3 separate regions of the Mus musculus genome follow, and regions 2 and 3 are each linked to region 1. The links are chromatin contacts, called in public HiChIP or PLAC-seq and Micro-C maps. All regions are on one chromosome and are shown on one strand. The core of a region is the stretch at or near the end of the contact, and the rest is flanking DNA. Distances in the headings are between cores, read along the strand shown. Region 1 holds the start of Gmcl1 (germ cell-less, spermatogenesis associated 1). Region 2 overlaps Nfu1 (NFU1 iron-sulfur cluster scaffold). Region 3 holds the start of Gfpt1 (glutamine fructose-6-phosphate transaminase 1).

Evidence for each region. A called contact is a pair of places that touch in the nucleus more often than the background predicts. HiChIP or PLAC-seq counts read pairs in DNA pulled down with a chosen protein or histone mark.
Region 2: a contact with region 1 is called in an H3K4me3 HiChIP or PLAC-seq map of embryonic stem cells, with 18 read pairs. The contact joins the enhancer-like site here to the promoter of Gmcl1 in region 1. A contact is called at or near these places in 20 of 39 promoter capture datasets (the 3T3-L1 cell line, 3T3-L1-derived adipocytes, the C10 cell line and 14 more), 1 of 15 datasets of contacts at CTCF or cohesin (large pre-B cells), 17 of 484 Hi-C or Micro-C datasets (B cells, the C10 cell line, CD4 T cells and 11 more), 18 of 115 datasets of contacts at active chromatin or transcription factors (the SCID.adh cell line, SST interneurons, T-cell acute lymphoblastic leukemia and 13 more) and 2 of 9 other capture datasets (adipose tissue and embryonic stem cells).
Region 3: a contact with region 1 is called in a Micro-C map of embryonic stem cells, with 2.9 times the contacts expected there. The contact joins the promoter of Gfpt1 here to the promoter of Gmcl1 in region 1. A contact is called at or near these places in 18 of 39 promoter capture datasets (the 3T3-L1 cell line, 3T3-L1-derived adipocytes, the C10 cell line and 12 more), 7 of 484 Hi-C or Micro-C datasets (LSK cells, embryonic stem cells, stem cell-derived neural progenitor cells and 1 more), 9 of 115 datasets of contacts at active chromatin or transcription factors (the SCID.adh cell line, astrocytes, effector CD8 T cells and 6 more) and 2 of 9 other capture datasets (liver and macrophages).

What each region holds. Positions count from the first base shown.
Region 1 is chr6:86,732,108-86,734,884 of GRCm38.p6, forward strand. Gmcl1 (germ cell-less, spermatogenesis associated 1) reads right to left here and starts at 1,271. Exons shown (of 14, transcript NM_011818.3): 1 at 804-1,271. The coding sequence starts at 1,057.
Region 2 is chr6:87,020,547-87,023,460 of GRCm38.p6, forward strand. It overlaps Nfu1 (NFU1 iron-sulfur cluster scaffold), which reads left to right. Exons shown (of 8, transcript NM_020045.3): 5 at 173-293; 6 at 2,582-2,642. Among named protein-coding and RNA genes, the nearest start is that of Nfu1, 12 kb to the left of the region's middle. Within about 2 kb of position 1,450, at least 8 of the 459 cell types and tissues checked have an H3K27ac peak or open chromatin away from gene starts, as enhancers often do. A contact at or near this core is called in embryonic stem cells and neutrophils, where this site is marked.
Region 3 is chr6:87,041,341-87,044,133 of GRCm38.p6, forward strand. Gfpt1 (glutamine fructose-6-phosphate transaminase 1) reads left to right here and starts at 1,506. Exons shown (of 19, transcript NM_013528.3): 1 at 1,506-1,665. The coding sequence starts at 1,659.

The DNA.
Region 1 (2,777 bases), core at 21-2,520:
ACCTACACTTTTTTTGTCAACAAAAATGCAATGTCCATAAGCAGATCCTTTTTAAAAATTTCATTAAAAAATTACATCTGTGTGAGTCTAACAGTGACCTTAAAAAGAGAAAAAAAAAATCCTTACTGCACAGTATATTCTGGTATACGCCACATCTATTTCACAAGCAATGATTTTTTTTTTTCAACTCTTCCCTCAAAAAAATCTTATGCAACCTACACAGAGTGCAGCCCACCTCAACAAGCAGACTTTGTTCTTAACTGGGCGAATCTCCATCACTGGTCCCTCTAGTGACAACACAGAGAGATGTCCATCTCAGGGACTACTATGCTCCTCTCTTTACTGATTTATGGCTAGTGATGCACAGTAAAATTTCCCGTGGCTATCCTATTCAAAAAGCAAACGCCTGCTACGGAAGGGACGCGGAAGCTCTGGCTAGTCCTTTTAGGCTCAGGTTGAGGCTCTGACACTCAGGAAGCTTCTGTTTAATGTGCAGAACCCTAAGCTTTCTAGCTCCCGCACTGATCCCAGGTCCACCCAACACGCGCGAGCTCCCGTATTAACCCAGGTCTATCTGCAAACTCCCAGACCCTACACTGACCCAGGTCTGTCTGCTAATGCCCAGCTCCCGCACTGACCCCAGGTCTGCCCGGCACGCGCCCGCTCCCGCACTGACCTAGGTCTGTCTGCAAACGCCCAGCTCCCATCTGCTCCGCGGGCACTCACCTCCCGCACCGACCCTCCCGCGCTCTCCTGTCAAGGACACCGGGGTCAGGCCCCCCAAGGTGCGGGGCGTTCCGTACCTGCGCGGCGTGTTCAGCAGCCTCTGCTGCTCGTCGCCCTCGTCCTCGTCGTCGTCTGTCTCGGAGTCGGGGTGACAGTAGCAGAATGTGCCGCTGCTGCGCTTGCGCTTGCGGCCGCCCGGACAGTAACAGAAGCTGTGGCCCGCATCTTCGCCGGCGTCCGACCTGCGGGCCGCGCCCCCAGCCCCGGGCGTGGGTTCGGGCTGCTCTGTGCGCCCTGCGGGCCGCAGCACCCGGCTGCTGAGAGCGCCCATGGCTCCGGCGCCTAGGGAGCACCGAGGGGCCGCCCCGCCATGCCCGTATCTCCACCGCCTACTCCGCTGCCGCCTCGCGCGCAGCCCCAACCGTCGCCGCGAACGCAGTCACCTCCATCCTCAGCCCCGCCCGTAGCGCCTCAGCGGACCGGCTTCGCTAGACCTCGCCCCCTCCTTCTCCCAACAAAGCGCGCGCCGCAGGGCGCAGGCGCAAGGCGAGCCTCCGGAAAAGGCGGGGCGGGAGGACGGAGCCTGCGCTGCAGGTTGCGCATGCGCAGGCTGCTGGCCCGTCCCTGCGGCGCTCAGCCCCGGTGCGTGTCTGACTTCCGCGGTTCCGGCTTCAACGGAGGGGCGTGGGCACTGTGTGCTTATGCCTAACAGATCTCGGGATCTCTGTCGCTGGTTCTTCCCGTAAGCTTCCTCGATTCCGGGGTCTCATCCAGCCCTGTACGGTTAATAAGAGGACGGACTTGCCAACATGGCCTTTGCTTCCAGGGCTCTAGGACCCGACTGGCCCGGTTAGATAGATGACCGTCACCCAGCTGTGTTGACCGGGTTCAGTCTGGAGCCTCAGCTAGCCTCCAGGTCTTGCCTTCCTTCTGCTGCCTTGTTTTGATTTAATTATTATTTTATTGTGTCAGTGTCTCGTACTACATACTTCGACTCACTGTATAGGATGCTCTTGAACTCTTGATCTCCTGTTTCTACCCCCTGAAAGCTGGGATTACAGCCATGTATGTGTCACATCACCTTCGTGGACCTGAAATGCTGAGTATCAGATGCAGGGCTTCTTGAATGCTAAGCAAACATTCTACCAACTAAGCTACATCCCTGGCCCTCGATTTTTTTTTTTTTTTAAATTTTCTTCAAGGAAAAGTGTCACTCTGAAGCCCAAGGCTTCCCTGGAACTCTCAGAAGTCCGCCTATCTCAGCCTCTAAGTGCTAGGAGTTGAGGCACTGAGCTACCATACCTGCCTTTTATACCTTTCAAAGTAAAATGTTTATAATAGAATGTTTCAAACAGAGCAATACAAGTACCTGTGGACCTACTACTGGCTTGGAATTCTATCACACTTACTTTGATTCACTCCCCTTTAGCTTTATTGATATATAGTGGGGAATGAGAAACCCCTTGTGTACTAATTCTCAGTTTCCAGCCTCTCCCTCTCTGTGCCATTTCTATGCATGTCTTTACACGTATAACCACTCTTCTGCTGCACATTCAGACATGTAATTTAAATGGAATTGGACCATCCCAAACCTATGATTTCTCCTCTCCTAAAACTATACTTTGAATGGAATCTCTAGTTATTGTCACTGCTCATTGTTAGACACATCATTTGCCTACTCCCTTGCCAAGGGGTTTCAGTTATTTCTACGTAGATGCTCTTTCAGGAACACCACTCGCAAAAGCTTCATCAGGCAGATCCCAGAAACGGGCTCTTGGGAAATTTTCAACTTTACGAGTTCTTGCCAGTTTTTCGCCCCCCCCCCCCCGGAACTGACTGCATCAATTCACCATTTGCACTCCGTTATAGCAGTATATGTCCTTTGTGAGCCACTGAGGAATTTCTCATGTTTGAGAAATTCTGAGGGTGTGTAGCTGAGGCTGGTTGAAGGAGAAGTGGGAGGAAGAGAACTACGGTGGCTGCAGGGGACACGCAGGAATGTACATAATATGAAACATACGTGAGGTCATCTTAAAACATTGTCCCAGCAC
Region 2 (2,914 bases), core at 200-2,699, 290 kb after region 1:
GGATCTCTCTCTGCCAGTTGAATGGCTAGTTGAATGTATGTAGTGAGTTCCAGGCAGTCAGAGCTGCACGTGAGACCCTGTCTCAAAATGAAAAAAAAAAAAAAAAGGTGGGAATCTGGATTTGTCCTGTACTTGGCTGGAAATGCAACATGCTTCTTCAATGTGATTACAGGAGAATGAAGAGTTAGACTGGAATTTACTGAAACCAGACATTTATGCCACAATTATGGACTTCTTTGCATCTGGCTTACCCCTAGTGACCGAGGAGACGCCTCCGCCTCCGGGAGAAGCAGGTAGCGCTGTGTTGGTCTGTCCATGCTTGTCCAGTCTTTATTGACTTCCTACCTCATTCCCATTCACCTGGATGCCAAGTGACAGAATACAGACTTTTAAAATGTTTTTATTAGAGCTATGAACATATTAATTATACGACATTATGGGTTCAGTTAAGGCCTTTTATACATGTATATAATGTGTTTCGATCGTAAGCACGTCTATTGCTCCTCCTTGTCTCCCTCACGCCTGATGATCCTCTCCCTCTTTCCACCAACCCCACCTCCATCTCCTGCTGCTTCCTCTGTGAGAGGCTTACATGAGGCCTGCTAGTGCTGCTGACAGAAGCACTGGCACCTTACCAGTGGACACACCACCGTAGCTGATATCCTTCCTCCCCAGCACTAACTTTGTGTAGGTCCCTGGTGAGGGTGGGGCCTCATGAGAGCCTCCTTCCCCATTCCAGGGTGTTTCACTTGCGTGTGCGTGTGCGTGCGTGTGTGTGTGTGTGTGTGTGTGTGTGTGTGGTCCCGCTGGAGGCCAGGAGAGGGCATCAGATCCCCTGAAAACTAGAATTACAGTTAATTGCAAGCCACCATGTGGGTGCTGGGAACCAAACCCAGGTCCTCTAGAAGAACAGGCAGATGGTATTCCACAGCTCTTACAGTCCTTCTGCCCCTCCCCCAATACTCCTTGATGGTCTCAGTCTTGCAGGTAAGGCTGTCCCACTTAGGGCTGAGCATTCCACAGTCACTTAGGCTCAGCACTTTGACACCTACTGCATGAAGAGCTACTCTGACCAAACCAGATAGCAGTACTAATCTGTGGGCATAAATGTGGTCATTTAAAAAGAAACTTGGCGAGCACATTATGTCTATTTAATAAAACAGTTGTAGCTTTCCCATAAGGGTCTATGACCTCCTCGCCACAAGTTTTTGACCAGGTTCAATAGCAGATATAACTTCCTTCCAGTGGAGCTGGCCTCAGTTCCAATCAGAAAGCACTCGGTTACCCGACATGGGGCTTGCCACTGTTAGAGCAGGCGGTGAGCAGTGTTTTCCCGGTCTGGTCAGTGGTGCGGCGCACGGGGCCGCGCGGAGCCAGAGGGTTGACCCAGTTCTCTCCCAGCTGCCTGCGCAGTGCCTTCTGGCTGTGAGCTGGCCTGCAGGTGAGGACTTTGTGTTAGTCCCAGCTTTTGTTCTATGTCTTGTGACCAGAGCGTCAGCAGGAGGAGCTTACTGTCTAGTTCTGGAGACAGCCCAGGGCAATGGATTCACTTTTGTCATTGAATGCATTTGGCTCTGGAACCAATTTTACATGAGACAAAATTTCATACAGAGCTTCATAATACTGTTTTCTCAATTTTTAAAATTTGTATGGACATTGAATATATTATACAAAATTAAAATTTTTAATTATGAAAAATTCTGAGAATTCAGAACCACCATAAATAAGGCACAAAGTTGCTTTCACTTAGATTCAACAGATGTTAACTTTTTCTGGAGAAGGTGTCAAGAAACAGTGTTAGTTCTTCTATAGCTGCTTTAGACCCATTTTTAAAGGGAGTATTAAGAATGCAAACTGTATGTAGTACATTGCAGGTTTTTTTGGGGGGAACCAGCTTAACCCCGCTTCCCGCACTGCATCCGCCCTACTGCTCCAGCTCGTCACCTCCAGCCTCCTTCCCCTGGGCCTGTCCCCTCACCCTGGTCCTTCTGTCTGTCTCAGCCCAGCTCAGCTGCCAACTCCATATGCTTCAATAAGCCACACTCCAATCTGATCTGACCAGCAGCAGGACAGCTCCTGTCCCTCCCATCTCTTTGTCCTTTGCAGAGATGAGGGTTGCACGACTTCCTTCCTTCCCAGGCAGCTTGCTTTTTAACACGATAATTCCAGATAGTCATCTTTTGGACAGATTTGGAAGGACAACATTTACACATAGAAAGCTGGTAATGGGCTGTTGAGAGGACAATACCAAATATTCTGTCACTGGCTAGCTTTTTCCCCAGGGACCCACCTCCAAGCCCTGTGTGAGGGGGAAGGCCTTCTAGCTGAAGGATTGCAGCTAGGAGGGTGGTATTTTTCTATGGCTTTTTTTCTTTTGTTTTGGGTTTTGAAACAAGGTCTTGCTAAATCTACCCAGCCTGGAACTTCCTATGTAGACCAGGCTGCCCTTGGACTGTGACCTTTCTCTGTCTACTTGAGTGCCACTATGCTTGACTATGCTTTTATGTCAAAACCTTCCTGTTTTATGCTTATATGACTTCAAAGTTGTTACTCTTGGTTTTCTTATGATTTTTTTTTCTAGGCTCTGAGGAAGATGACGAAGTCGTGGCAATGATTAAAGAACTGCTAGATACTAGAATAAGGTAGGTATTAGCATCCTCCCACCCCACGCCACGCTGCATACCATGCCCCACGCCCTGAAATCTAGTGCTGCAGAGACCGTTCTCATTAAAGCAGCAAGCTTTCATCAGGAGATCGGAGCAGGGCTCCAGATCCATCATCACTGTAAACCAGCATAGGTCATCATTGCAGTTAAACGTAAAGAGAGCTGTGCCTCAGTGCCCAGTCTGCTTTGCAGCAGTCCACACGGAGAGAGGCAAGAGGGATTCTCCTCACAGTCTTTTTAGGATCATAT
Region 3 (2,793 bases), core at 256-2,755, 310 kb after region 1:
CACACTTCGGTTCTTGTGCAGTATCATTCAAGTCGCCTTCCAGGGGAGGGTCTCTAAGAGGTCCTCTAAGGAACATGTCACTGTGTTAGCTCTGCCAACGTAATCTAGGGACCTGTGTAATGGCTTGGAATAATGAAGAGCCTTTTAGATGAGAAATACTTCCTTGATTACTTTTTCTAGCCTCTATTTGAGATAGGCGATAAAAAAACTGAAAAGCCTTTGCTTCCTTGCACATACAAAGAGCTTAGGACAAGCCTATAAGGCTTTTATCACTCTTTCCAGCCACCAGAACAGTTTTAATTTGCCACGTATTGCTCTGGTCTATGACTAGGCAAGTGTTGGTTATTAAAAAAAAAAAAAGCCAACCAAACAAACAAACAAAAAAATCTCACTCTATCATAAAGGAACTTAACAGTTTAGTGGGGAGAGGAAAAAAACCACCTTTAATACAGAAGTCTGTTATAGCCGGGCGTGGTGGCGCACGCCTTTAATCCCAGCACTCGGGAGGCAGAGGCAGGCGGATTTCTGAGTTCGAGGCCAGCCTGGTCTACAGAGTGAGTTCCAGGACAGCCAGGGCTACACAGAGAAACCCTGTCTCAAAACAAACAAACAAACAAAAAACAAAACAAAAAACAAAAAACCAAAGAAGTCTGTTATTGTATGAGACAGATCAAAGGATGAGATGTTAAAACCATCTTGGGGAGACCTAAAGATGTCACACTTAAAAGTGGCAAGGATGTGATGTGGGACTCTGTAGAATAACCCTGGCGTGCAGTTTTGAATGCTGGAGCAGTAGGAAGGGGATTCTGGCTGAGAGTGCTTCTGTGGGCCCTACTCATTCATTTCCGTTAGAGCTATCAAGTGCGGGCTGATAACCAGCTACTTTTGCTCCAAGGTATTATTTAAACCTTCTGAAAGGGAACGCCCCGCTAACTCCTCTTTTCTCAACGGAGAGTTCATTCGCGACAAGAGCGATCCCGAGTACAACGTGCCCACAGCTTCCCTGAGCGCAGGCGCAGTGCTGGGACTACTGACTAGTGGTACCTTAGGCAGAGAACAGTGAGGAAGGCAGGGAGTGGGGCGCTGAGCACCTTGCCTACAGCTCAGGTCGTCACCGGAATGGCTGCCCGAGGGCGTCCTGCAGGCTCCCGCACCTCTGCGCCAGCAGCGCAGTTCCGGCCACCGTGGCTCTGCACACTGACACGTCTGTCCCAGGCTCTCCCTCCTGCCCTACAGCTTTTCTCTCTGTCTCCCTCCTTCCCGTTCCCCTTGAAACACACAAACTGCTGTGTAAACATTCCCTTCCTCCTCCTCCTCCGAGGCTCGGCTCGCCCTCAGCGGGCGGCTCCAGGAACCTAAAGCGGATGCTGGTCGAGCCCCTGCCACGTCGCTACCCGCAGCTCTGCGTCTGCGCGCTGGGCGGGCGATGCCTGCGCGTGAGCGGCGCGGGCGCGGCCCAATGGGAGAGCCGCGGCGGCGCGCGTGGCCGGGGGGGGCGGGGCGGCAGTTGAGAGCGAAGCGAGCGCTGAGTCGGACTGTCGGGTCTGAGCTGTCGCATCCCAGAGTCCTCTCATTGCCACCACCCCGGCCCGAGCTCACCCTCGCTTCTGAAGCTCTCCGCGCGCCCGACAGCTCAGCCCTCGCCCGTGACCAACATCATGTGCGGTAAGGGCAGCGATGGGGGTGTGTGGTGGCCGCAGGGCCCGCGCAGTGAAGCCAGAGGTGGACAGCGCGTGTCAACAGAGCGGCCTTGGGGCTGGGGTCCTGAAGAGAAGGGGGGCTTGTGGAGCGGGCATCCCGAGGAGATTGAGGGTCCTGAGGGGAGCCGGGATCTGGAAGGAGAAGGGTCTCTGGGGAGAAAGGCTGCTGTCCGTGAGGCAGGGACTCTAAGATGGGGATTCCGGTGTTGAAGGGGCGGCCGGAGCTAGTGTGCTTAAGAGGGACCGGCAGAGGAGATTGTGGGGGCCCTAGGAGTCAGAGGCTACTTAAAGGGGCTAGAGGATTGGGGGTGGGGTGGGCCAGGGAGGGTATCAGAGCGTTCAAGGGGCACCTTTGCATAGAGCTCAGAGGATAGATGAATACCTACCTTAGAAGAGCTGTGAGGCTCAAAGTGAGACCAAGTATGGAGGGATGCCTAGGGGAAGGTCCACCAGGTGAGTGAGGCGACCTGTGAACATGCTGTGTGGTACTGGGGGTTAAACTCATAAAGGCAGCTTGTCAAGTGAGTGAGTACTCTTTCCCTTAGCCACACCCCCCAAATCCCCTTTTTCTGTCTCTTTGTAACTGGGTCCCACTTGGTAGCCCAGGTTGGCCTGTAATTCACATTGCCCTGTCTCAGCCTTCCAAGTGTTGTGATTATAAGTATGAATGACCACTCCTGGCTGGTAGCATTTCTTGAATTTACTTATCTTGCAGTCTTAAAAATACTTAATTCTAGTCACTTTATTTTAGGCAGGCCTGCGAGAACTCAAGCCAACGCACTGACAGTGATACCCCACATGACTTCTGCCACTCTTAAGTCTCTCAACAGGAACCATTACTAAATCAATAACTTGATGAAATGGGCTCAGAGCTGATCTTGTTGGAAGAGAGAGTAGTAGTCCTGGCTAAAGATCCCACATCATGCATGTACACCTGTTTAACATATGTCTTTACTACAACCATTAAAAAAAACAGGCTCTTTTATTCCATATTTTAAGGCTTCTTATTTAGCTGGGCGGTGGTGGTACAACGCCTTTAATCCTAGCCCTCAGGAGACAGAGGCAGGTGGAAATCAGTGATTTTGAGTACAAC